Linked DNA regions of Mus musculus: region 2 is linked to region 1. Evidence: chromatin contacts called from public HiChIP or PLAC-seq data. All regions are on one chromosome and are shown on one strand. Each heading gives the region's core, a stretch centred on a gene start, on an enhancer-like site or on the middle of the called end of the contact. The rest is flanking DNA. Distances are from core to core; before and after follow the strand shown.

The links. HiChIP or PLAC-seq counts read pairs in DNA pulled down with a chosen protein or histone mark.
Region 2: an H3K27ac HiChIP or PLAC-seq map of embryonic stem cells shows a contact between it and region 1, with 5 read pairs. The contact joins the enhancer-like site here to the promoter of Kcnq4 in region 1. A contact is called at or near these places in 1 of 39 promoter capture datasets (cranial neural crest), 5 of 115 datasets of contacts at active chromatin or transcription factors (CD8 T cells and embryonic stem cells) and 3 of 9 other capture datasets (adipose tissue, liver and pancreatic islet).

Annotation. Positions count from the first base shown.
Region 1 is chr4:120,744,466-120,749,708 of GRCm38.p6, forward strand. It overlaps Kcnq4 (potassium voltage-gated channel, subfamily Q, member 4), which reads right to left and starts at 2,934. Exons shown (of 14, transcript NM_001081142.3): 1 at 2,395-2,934. The coding sequence starts at 2,711.
Region 2 is chr4:120,795,102-120,800,786 of GRCm38.p6, forward strand. All of the region lies in intron 1 of Nfyc (nuclear transcription factor-Y gamma), which reads right to left. Among named protein-coding and RNA genes, the nearest start is that of Mir30e, 25 kb to the left of the region's middle. Within about 2 kb of position 3,075, at least 39 of the 459 cell types and tissues checked have an H3K27ac peak or open chromatin away from gene starts, as enhancers often do. A contact at or near this core is called in embryonic stem cells, where this site is marked.

The DNA.
Region 1 (5,243 bases), core at 1,684-4,183:
GAGTGGGGGTGGGGCTACGCTAGAAATGCTACCCTAAGCACTTCTTGGCAAGAGCATGCAAGACCCTACTTCGAGAGGCTGGAAAAGTCCATATCTGGAAGTCACAGAAAACAAGAGACACTTCTGTGTAGGCTCCCTCCCCACCCCCAGTGCTAGCACCCATTCCTAGTCCTCTCACCCACACAACTGTTCAGTTATCTCTTTCCCACCCATTAGCCCATTCATGAAGAAGTCCCAAAATACAGGATTTCTACCCACTCCAATGACCTACAGATCTAATGCTCAGAAAGGCTCTCAACTAACACAGTGCCCCACAGCACTCAACAGGAAGGGCCTTCTCAGTCTCCTTGACCTCCAAGATCTACAGCCAGTTCCCTGAGATCCCTAAACATCCAGACACTGTCACACCATGTGTCTTCCCCTAGGGCTCCAATTAACGCTTCCATCCTGAGCTCCTGGAGACAAGTGTTCTGGACAGGGCTGCCCCTAGCCAGGGCATTCCTGGCATCTGGAGAGAGGCGGATGTGGGGCAAAGGTGTCATCCGATTTAGCTCCTGGTAAGAAGGGAGGCCCCTCTAAAGAAGCTACAGTAGTGGTTGGTCAGGGTTAGGCTGTTTTCATCTCTACTTGACGGCCCCAGCCTGGGGCCAAGGAACTAAGTTAGGAGCCAACTGACTTCTCTAGGCCCTGCCATGACTTGGAAAAGTCACCTCCAGGGAAGAGCCTGTGGAAAGCATAGCTGTGCCCTGTGTCTTAGCCTCCCTAGGCACATAAGGGGCTCTGGCGTATTAATGTTCAGTGGACACTGGAGCCCCTAGTCCACCAGCATTGAACTATATCACTCCACTGACAGCTACATCCAACAGACGTCCGTCCAGGTCTTTTGGGTGCACTGAGATGTGGGCTGCCCCTGATTATTCACTGGGATCCAAAGCCTGGCCTTACACCCAGCAGAGTCTCAGCCTGGGGTCTCTGCACAAAGCCACAGCTGCCACTCTAAGTATTCTAAGTGGGTCTGTAGAAAGTTCCCTTTCTTTGTTCTTCCTGGTACCATCTTCCTCTTCCCCTGAGATTCTGTACCCAACCCCCCACCCCCCGGACTCATGGGGCAGAGGTAAGAGGGCATACAAGGAGGACAAGCAGAAAGACACGGGTGGGGAAAGCCAGATAGAAGGGTGGCCAAGCAGGTGAACAGAGAGATAGACAGATGGACACACAGACATCAAAATAAGTAAGAGGATAGGCCCACAAAGCACGAAGACAGACAGACCAACAGAAAGGCTGTGGGACAGACAGGTAGAGAGATTAACAGACAAGCTAACTCACACACAAAGGGAAACTCAAGTCTTGCATAGGGACAGATTGTCAAGTGACTATCAGGTGGACAAAGCGGGCTGCCCTGGAGACCCTGGAGCAGGCAGTGGTAAGAGCAGCTCATTGTCTCTCCCAGGCACTTCTCAGCATCTCAGCACCAGGCCCAGCCCTTTAACCGATATGGCCTGGGCCTCTCATGTTCCTGGTCCGACCAGGCCTTCCCCCAAGACTGCCTTCCGAGCTGCCAAAATTCACTCTCTACATCCAAGAGGGGTCAGTGTTTTGAAAGTTGTAGGAGCCTGCTGAGAGGAGGAGGGGCCCCACAGCGGCATTGTTTCCAAACATACCCCTCTCTTCTTTCTTTTTCCCCATGCTCAGAGCCAGGCCTAGTACAGCTGGCCAGCAAGGCAGGAGAGCTGGGCCCAGCCTTCAGGGCAAGGCAGGACAGGGCAGGGCAGGCAGGGCAGCCTGCTGCCTTGGGTACTTCGAAGTTGAGGGTGCGGAGCAAGACTAAAGAAGACACGGATAAAGTTGGAAACAGCACACAGGCCTGTCAGAGCCATAGGGACCCTAGACAGCCCTGATCTGGGTACAGCCTGTCTCTGAAGAGAGAAATCTCCAAGGGGACCAGGTGGGAGCACAACATAACTACAGAGCCTGAGGGGAGAAAAATAATGTAGGGGCTAGGGTCTTCTGTGTCTGGGACACAGGGAGGGTGAGGTGAACAAAAGATAAGGAGAGTCCCACTTTAGCGGCTTCGGACTTGGTAAAGCAGAGAAGAGCAAGAAGCTGAATGACGGATCAGAGCAGTGGGGCTCTGCGATCAGGATGAAAGTAAGGAGAGCAGGCAGAAGAGGTTAGACGCCAGGGCAACAGGGGTCAAGGCTGGGAGATCAGGGGTTAGGTCAGGCTGGGAGACCGAAAAGGGGGCACAGGCCCAAGAGGGGAACTGAGTGAGGGTCTGCCCCGGGGCAATAGGATAGAGAGGTGGAGCCAGCGCGGGGTGGCGGTCCCCAAGGAGTCTGGCTCATGCGGGGTCAGAGCCGGGGCACGTCAAGGGGTGCGGGGGCTCCAACTTACATGAAGACGTGGTAGACGAAGGCCCACCCGCGGGGCCGCTCCAGCACGTTGTAGACCCAGTTCTGCAGGCGGCGGTAGCGCTTCTGCGCGGCGGAGGAGCGCTGGCCGCCGCAGGCGGAGCCCGAGCCGGAGCCCGGCCCAGGGAGGGGCGCGCCCGGCGGCAGGGGGCTGCCCAGAAGGCCGAGGCGACGCGGAGAGCCGCCCCCGCCCGCCTCGCCCTGTTCACTCTGCACGGCCGTGAGCGCCACCAACTCCGCGCGGGGGGCGTCCCCGGGCGGGGGGCCCAGGCCGAGGCGGCGCGGGGGGGCCTCGGCCATGGGCGGCGCCGGACGGGGGACCGGGGCGTTGCGGGGCGGGGGCGCGCTCGGGCGGCTCAGAGTCGCATGGCTCGAACCCCGGGCCGGCGAGGCGACCCTGGGCGCGCACGCAGGCGGCGGGGGCTAGGGACCAGGCCGGGTCCGTGCGGGGTCCGGAGGCGGTCGCTCGGAGCCTCGGGGCCGCGGGAGCCCGTACTGACCGCCCGCTTCCCCGGCGACTGGGGCGGCTCTTTCCGACTCCAACTCTCTTATTACGCGCTCCATGCCGCTCGCCTTTCCACCTGCCGCCGGCGCGCCGCTCACATGTCACCCTCCCCCGCCCCGCCCCGCCCCTCCCCCGCCCGCCCCGCGGCCGCCTTCCCAAATCGGGGAGGGAGCGAGAGAGAAGAGCACCGGGAGGGGGACCCGGGTCGGACGCGGCGGAGCAGGGCGCGCGGTCCGCCCAGTCGGTGTGTCCCGGCCCCGAGCGCGTGGCGCGGGCAGCGCGCCGGGCCCCGAGGCCGGGCGTGTACGAGTGGTGTGGCCCTGGTGGCCCGCTCTGGGGAGGGAGGTTGGGACGCCTGGTGAGTGGTTGTGGAAAGTGGAGCGTGGAGTGTGGAGTTGTGGCCGCGGTAGCTCGAGGGACACTTACATTGTAGAGTGGAGGTGTTTGTGTCCAGAGAAGTGCCTACTTGTGAGAGTTGGCTAGCCAGCCGTGGGTCTGCGTGGGTTCAGAGTGAGTGGGTGGATGGATGGATGGATGGGTGGGTGGGTGGGTGGGTGGATAGATAGATGGATGAGAGTACAGAAGAGTGTGCAGAACCGGGCAGTACAGCGCGATGGGTAATGTAAGCGAGGAGGTGTGCCCGTCGGGTCGTGCCCTCGGTTTCTAGTGCAGGGTGTTTAAAATGCGCTGAGGGCCGAGTGAAGTTGGGACAGCAGCTTCCGTTCCTCCTGCTGTTGTTACTTGAAGGGCCCGGTGCCCTACAGCTATCGAGAGATGTGTGGGGTGGTGTAGCTCACAGTTGTGCCCAGATGCGTCTCTCCTCCCGTCTTGTTGATGAAGGAGGAGACCCCAGTTGATCACCCTGAGCAGAGGGGACGCTCCCTCCCTGATTACGTACCTGCCCTCATCTCCCCACTCCATCTCCGCTCCGTGGGATTCACACCCGCCACCCCCTTCTCCCACTCTAGCCCAGAAAAGCTTGTTTAGGGCAGATAGAAGTATAGAAATAAACGTACTAGGGGCCAGTATTAGGGGAACGGACAGAGCACTCCCAAAGGCCTATAGCACCCCACCAGGACTTTCTCTAGGAGCACCCCTCTCCAGCAAAAAGTTCTCGGTGCCTGACCTCCGTCTCCGCTGTGAGCTGTCTGGCCCCTTTTCCCTCGCCCTCCTGACCGTGTACTAGGTGATGATTCGGGTTTGCTGGCCCTCCTTCCTTCTTCCCCAGCCTAAAGCGATGGCCAAACCAGACGCTCCCGCTCCCTCCGCAGGCCCTGCCCCAGGGTGAAGCGCTTCCGCAGCAAACTCTTCTTCACTCCTCGGGGAGGATCTCGGGGGACACAGCTAGCTGGAAGGGGGGGGCGGGCTGCAAGCTCGATTCTCAGCTGTCAGCAAAGGCAGCATTGATCTGCTGAGCGCCAGAGCGGGAGGGCTGGAGGGAGGGCTATGGACCGTGAGGGTGGGTAGGATTCGAAGTTCCCAAGCTACCTTTGGCAGCCTGTACCCCAACCCCTAGCGACCCTTACCCTCCTGCCCAGCTGGGATGCATTCTGGGGTCTGACCTGAATCTCTCCCACTGCTGCTGGTGCTGGGAGTGCGCAGTGCTCCTGCATAGGTCATGCCCTGACCTACTGAGAACTGAAGGTTTCTAGACTTGGGGGCGGGGGGGGGGTGCGCACTATGGTTGCAAGTGCCAGGGCTAGATATAGCTATCTTCTCCCTATAAGCTGAAGCCCGTATATCCCCCACCCCATATATGGCATTGTCTCTCCTGACTGGTAAACTGCAAGTTCTCAATCAGAGGCCCAGGGATGGGACTCAAGTCAAGAATTCAAATTACACAACGGAAAGTGGCTGCTGGGGTCTTTTGAGGCTTTGATCTTAGCTGAAACGGAACTTGAATTCAGGTTGCCCTTATCAGCACTTGGGATATCTAAAATTGGGTCTGTTCTGGGAAATCTGATCCTCCAGTTGAGTGCCACCTATGAACCCATGCTCCCCTTCTCGTGTGGGTGATTGCCAAGCTTCCCTTCTCTCTGTGAATGGAACTCCGCAGGAGAGGGTCCTCGTCATTTTTTCCAGTTCATGGCCTATATTACCCCATCCAAGGCTGGGGGAAGGTAAGAGAACTGTAGTTCCTGTTGGGATGGAAGCTAGATTTCAGAAGCACCTACAGAGGTCCCAGAGGCTATCTTTGAAGGTCAGCACCTCGTGGAGGGTCATGTGCATTGATAGTAAGAGGAGGGAGACAAGAGAGAGTTCTTCCTAGGGTGTGGTGTGTGTGTGTGTGTGTTTGTGTGTGTGTGTGTGTGTGTGTGTGTGTGTAG
Region 2 (5,685 bases), core at 1,825-4,324, 51 kb after region 1:
TAACTGATTTTATAAACGGTTTCCTTTCCAAAGCTAAAAAGGAAAGACTCAAAGTCCATCATGAAAATATTGTTTCTGCAATGCTCAAATCAGACTTCTCTAAACAGCCTCAACCTAGTAGTAGGTCCTTGAGTCTGCTGCTTGTATGAGCCATCTCTGGTTCCCTCATAGCAACTAGCAGACGGCAAGGTAGCCACTATGACGGGCGAGAGTCATTGAGCAGTATGGCCTAAGAAAGGGAAGCCTGAACAGCTTGACCTGAGAGGAAGGATTGCCTGAATAACCAAAGAGAAGTGGTTACATAGGAATCTCAGAATAAACGGTTTTCTCGGGCTGGTAAGATGACTTATCAAGTAAAGGTGTTTCCCTTCCTGAATACCAAGTCTTGGTAGTGTGGCACACCAATCTCCAGCAATTGGGAGGTAGAGACAGACAAATCTCTGTTGAGTTTCAGACCAGTGGGAAAATCCACGTGGCTTGCAACCAACTCCCTGTTAATTCTAGCTCCAAAGGATCTCTTAAAAAACAAAAAACTACCTGAGGTGAACTTCATATAAAAGGAATAATAGAAAGGACCACACACATCCAAGAATTTTGCCTTGGTTGCTGTAAAGCAGCTGTGGATGCAGAAGCACAGGATGCATGTCCTTAACAACCATTAATCATTTTAACTTAGAGCCTCTTTCCAAAAGGCACTTAAAACAGACTCTGGTAAGGAGGAGGGGCAAACACCTCTGTCTGGCTTACACATTACCAATAAAGTAAGAAACTGCAACTGGGCTTAGTAGTGCAGATCTGCAATCTCAGCAAGAGGGAGGCCTGCAGCAAAAGAATCACGAGTTCAAGTCTTGCCTGGGCTACAGAGAGAGTTTAAGGCTCTGTTGAGGCTATGAAGGTGTGGGTTAATTCATTGTAGAGGATTTCCCTAATATTCATGAGGTCTAGGTTCACAGTACTCTGTTTTTAAAGATTTATTTATTTATTTCATGTATGTGGGTACACTGTTGCTGTCTTCAGACACACCAGAAGAGGGCATCAGATGCCCATTACAGATGGTTGTGAGTCACCATGTAGTTGCTGGCAATTGAACTCATGACCTCTGGAAGAACAGTCAGTGTTCTTAACCACTGAACCATCTCTCCAGCTCCTCACAGTACTCTTATTTTCAATCTAAAAATGCAACAAAAAAGCTGGAAACAATGATTCAATTGAATCATTAAGAACAAACAGGTACTTATTAGCAAATAACACCTGTTACTTTGTCATTCTTGAAGAAAAAGGAACTATGCCTGCAGTCTGTAAAAGATCTCTAAAGTGGAATGTGCCACCTTGATGACTCTCTTGGAAGCCCAAGATATAGCTCAGTAGTAGAGCACATCAGGGAGCAGCAGGGGGACAGTTCTCTTGCATTGTCATGGTCTTGATTTTGACTGGAGCCATTTTCATCAAATCACCATTAGTGGTAACTAGTTATGGTATGGGATATACCAAAACCAGCCTCATAATATGAGAAATAAAGCCAGGCTACCTGGCTACAGAACAAGACCTTGTCTCGAAAATAAAAATAAAAAAAAAAAAATAAGTGTTCTGCTGCACACCTGTAATCCAGCACTCAAGATGATGTCAGTAGGAGGTTTACTCCAAATTGGAGGCTATAATGAATTTCAGTAAGTAAGGTAAGATAGAAAGAGACTTAAGGCTTGAGTGGTAAGACTATTCAACAATTGAGGAACTTGCTGTGAGCCTAGCAATCTCAAAATCACAACCCCACCCTTAATGACACAACAAAACTGTTAGAGGAAAACATAAACCCAATATAGGAAAACATACTCTCTCCACATTCAAGGCAGAGGTCAAAAGGTTAAGAGTTTCAGAGATCTTGAAAGTAATCTGGGCCATACAGTGAAAACCTATTTAAAAAACAAGAACAAAGTGGCCGGGTGTGTGGCCCACGCCTTTAATCCCAGCACTTGGGAGGCAGAGGCAGGTGAATTTCTGAGTTCGAGGCCAGCCTGGTCTACAGAGTGAGTTCCAGGACAGCCAGGGCTACACAGAGAAACCCTGTCTCGAAAAAACAAAACAAAAGAACAAAAAAAGGCCACTTCTTGATCAATAATGTTTACTGCTAAAAGGCTGACCAAACCTGTTTTTTTTTTTTAAATAAAAAAAACTAAAAACAATGCTCTCCCTATTAAATGTAAAAAAAATCTTAGGCCTTTACTGTGAAAAGCAATTGTATGTGTTGGTACTAACACACACACACACACACACACACACACACACACACCCCTGTATGCTCTAAGTGTGCAGTGTTGATCCTCTGGAACTGGAGTTACTGCTGCTATGATCTCCCATGCAAGTGCTAGGGACACAACCAGGAATCAAGTCCTCTGAAAGAGCAACGAGTTCTCTTAAGCATTGAACCATCTCTACAGTCCCATATCATTCCTTATTAATGTCTCTAATCCAGCCTGCATAGGTCTTTTGGGCTATCATCTTCAACCATTCCAGTGCCTCCAACTTAACATAAACCAAGACATATTTTCTGTTATTCAAAGCACCTATCTTGCTTGGGTAGACAAGACAGCACAGTGGATAAAGTAATGTGTCACCAAGCCTAACAACCCGAGTTCGATCCCCTGGACTCATATTGGAAGGAGTACCAATGTCCACAAGTTTTCCTCTGAAACACACATACACACAAATCAACCAATTAGCCAAGTTAAAAAAAAAAAAAAGTGAGGGCTGGAGAGATGGCTCAGCGGTTAAGAGCACTGACTGCTCTTCCAAAGGTACTGAGTTCAAATCCCAGCAACCACATGGTGGCTCACAACCATCTGTAATTAGATCTGACGGCCTCTGGTGTGTCTGAAGACAGCTACAGTGTACTTAGACATAATAAATAAATCTTAAAAAAAAAAAAGTGAGAAAGTCCCTATCCCCACTCCTTTTTGGTCATTGTTCTTACAGCACTGTGGAGCTTTGAATGTTATGTTAACATGGGGCTGGCCTCTAAGCAACTACACAGTTCACTGCTTGCCTAAACACTCATTTGCATCAGTTTCCTAAGGACTAAGATTACATCTGGGTTCGGACTCCCACCCCAACTACCCATGCCTGTGTATACTAGGCAAGTGCTCTACCACAGAGCCCTGCACACTTTTTTTTTTTTTTTTTTTTTTTTGGTTTTTCGAGACAGGGTTTCTCTGTGTAGCCCTGGCTGTCCTGGAACTCACTTTGTAGACCAGGCTGGCCTCAAACTCAGAAATCCACCAACCTCTGCGTCCCAAGTGCTGGGATTAAAGGCATGCGCCACCACGCCTGGCACCTTTTTACTTTTTGACCACATCTTCCTGTCACTGTTAAAAGCACTTAAAGTTCCAGCTTTGCTTAAGTATTCAATGACCAACCAAAACTCTTCAAGTGTTACATTTAAAACAGCAACTGAGCAATGAAGAGAAAATGTTAATCTGAATAAGCAGATGAGGAAGAAAGGAAGTGATGAGACAGACTACTTTGTGCATGCTATGTTAGATAACCATCTAAATTGCAAAGGAAAAAAGAAATTGAAAACTAGAATTTCTAAACAATTCTACCAATAATTTGCTTCTCACATAAAGATGAACCTTAGAATATGCCGTTATCAATCACCTTGGCTAAAAATCATTTCAAGCCTTCAGTTTCCATCATAAAACCAATCACAAACCGACAACTTCAGAAGGAAAAAAAATAACACTGTTCTACAAATTAAGAGACCAGTTTGTGGGGGCTGAAGAAATGGCTCAGAGCTTACGAGCACCTGTTCTAGCAGAGGACCTGGGTTCAACCTCCAGCATATACATGGTGGTTCACAATTATATGTAACTTCAATTCTAGGGGATCCATCATGCACATACAAACATGTAGGCAAACACTCATACACATATTATAATCTGAAAATCAAAGAAGCTGAGAGAGACAGACTTGTTAGTATGCTGGTCTACCACATAGACACCACTACAAAAATGGAGTCTTACTTGACCCAACTGACTACTATCAAGATCAGCTGAGGGTTTGTCTACAATCTAGTGTTGGATTTGGCTATATACATTCTCCTTAAAGATCTGCTCACAAGGACATACTTTTAAACTGGCAACAGAGGCACATTTTCTCCTTCAAAACCATGTTTCTGTTTGCTATCTACTATAAGATGAAACAAGGGCCAGATCATATAGCTAGGTTTTAACAGGAAAAGAAAAAGGTACAGCAACTAGTACATACAATGGAAGTGACATGATGTGAAGAAGGTATTTTAAGTTTTGTTGCTGTGGAATAGAATATGGCATACATATTTTTTACTCCCCAACTTTCCTCACCCCAGCTTCAATCATACCAGAATGTATGACAGTAATGCCGTATGTAGTATGCACTACCGTAAGTAATTTGTAGGACGATTTAAAACAACTAAAAATTGAGTGAAGAATGTTAAAGCATGAGCCTAACAACTACTGCCCCCAAAGTAAATATGATGCGTGGTTTGGTTTTGTAAATGAAATTTCCTTGAAGATGCAATTCTCATTTGCTTGAGCTCTCTATGGCTTTCAAAAGAAACCACAAGGCTTGCAAATCCTAAAGTATGTGGCCCCTTAAAGAAAAGGGGTACTAATTAGAGCAATGTCATATGCTCTATTCACTCACCACTTTCTTTCAAAGAACCCGGGATGAAGCTTTTCTGGAGCACACAGCTCTTCTGTGGCTTCCATGACTCCTAACCTGCCCAGCCTTCATTAGAAAGTAGGCTGGGCCTGCGTCCTCTGCCCCACAGAAGTAATAAATGTACTGTCTTTGACTCTCCAGGCAAAAGAGAATAAATGCATTGTTGCAAAAGAATGTAGAGCAACTAGTTTTTCAGGCCTTGACACTAAAGGAAATCCTGACATTAGCTGGAGAAAGATCAAGGCCTATGCAGCTAGGTTGTGTCATTTTGCTTCCTAGGCCATCTGAGATTTACAAATAAACTTTGCCAAATTTCTGGCAAGATTTCTGTTTCCAGAATTAAGAAGTGTGATTCTGAATAGTATTTAAAGATGACAACTTTGGAATTTTGGAATTTACAAATCACTTGACACAAACATTACCTTTAGTACATCTTCATTTAGCTCAGTGATAAATTTATCAGTATCATTCCAATTTTACACAACTAGGCATATTAAATTACTTAAGTTTCCAACACAGTGAATAGGATAATTAGATATTAAGTACTTAAGTTTCTCTTTCTTTTCTCTCTCCCCTTCCCTCCCTTCCCCCTTCCTCTCTCCCTCCTCTCTCTGCTGTTTTTAGGTATATTTTCAAAATATTCAAAGACAGTCTCAGCATGGGATTGCTGACTTAAATCCTTAGACCAAACATTCGTTTTTCTCCCAGCATCCTTGTAGCTTCCATTTCTCTGTCTCCTTCTCTTTCTTTCTCCATAGGTTCCCACTATGGTGGCCCGGGAAGTATCCAACTCATGGTCTCAAGTCATCCTCCCACCTCAGCCTCCTGAGTGCTGAGACCACACACAAACCACTCCACATCTGTTCTCCTTGGCCTGCTGTCACTTTTTCGTTATCTTTCCATTCCCAAATTTCTTGACATATCAGCAACTATGAGTATTCAGCTGTGAACAGTGTGTGTGTGGGGGGGGGGGCAGTAAAGTACAAGTTT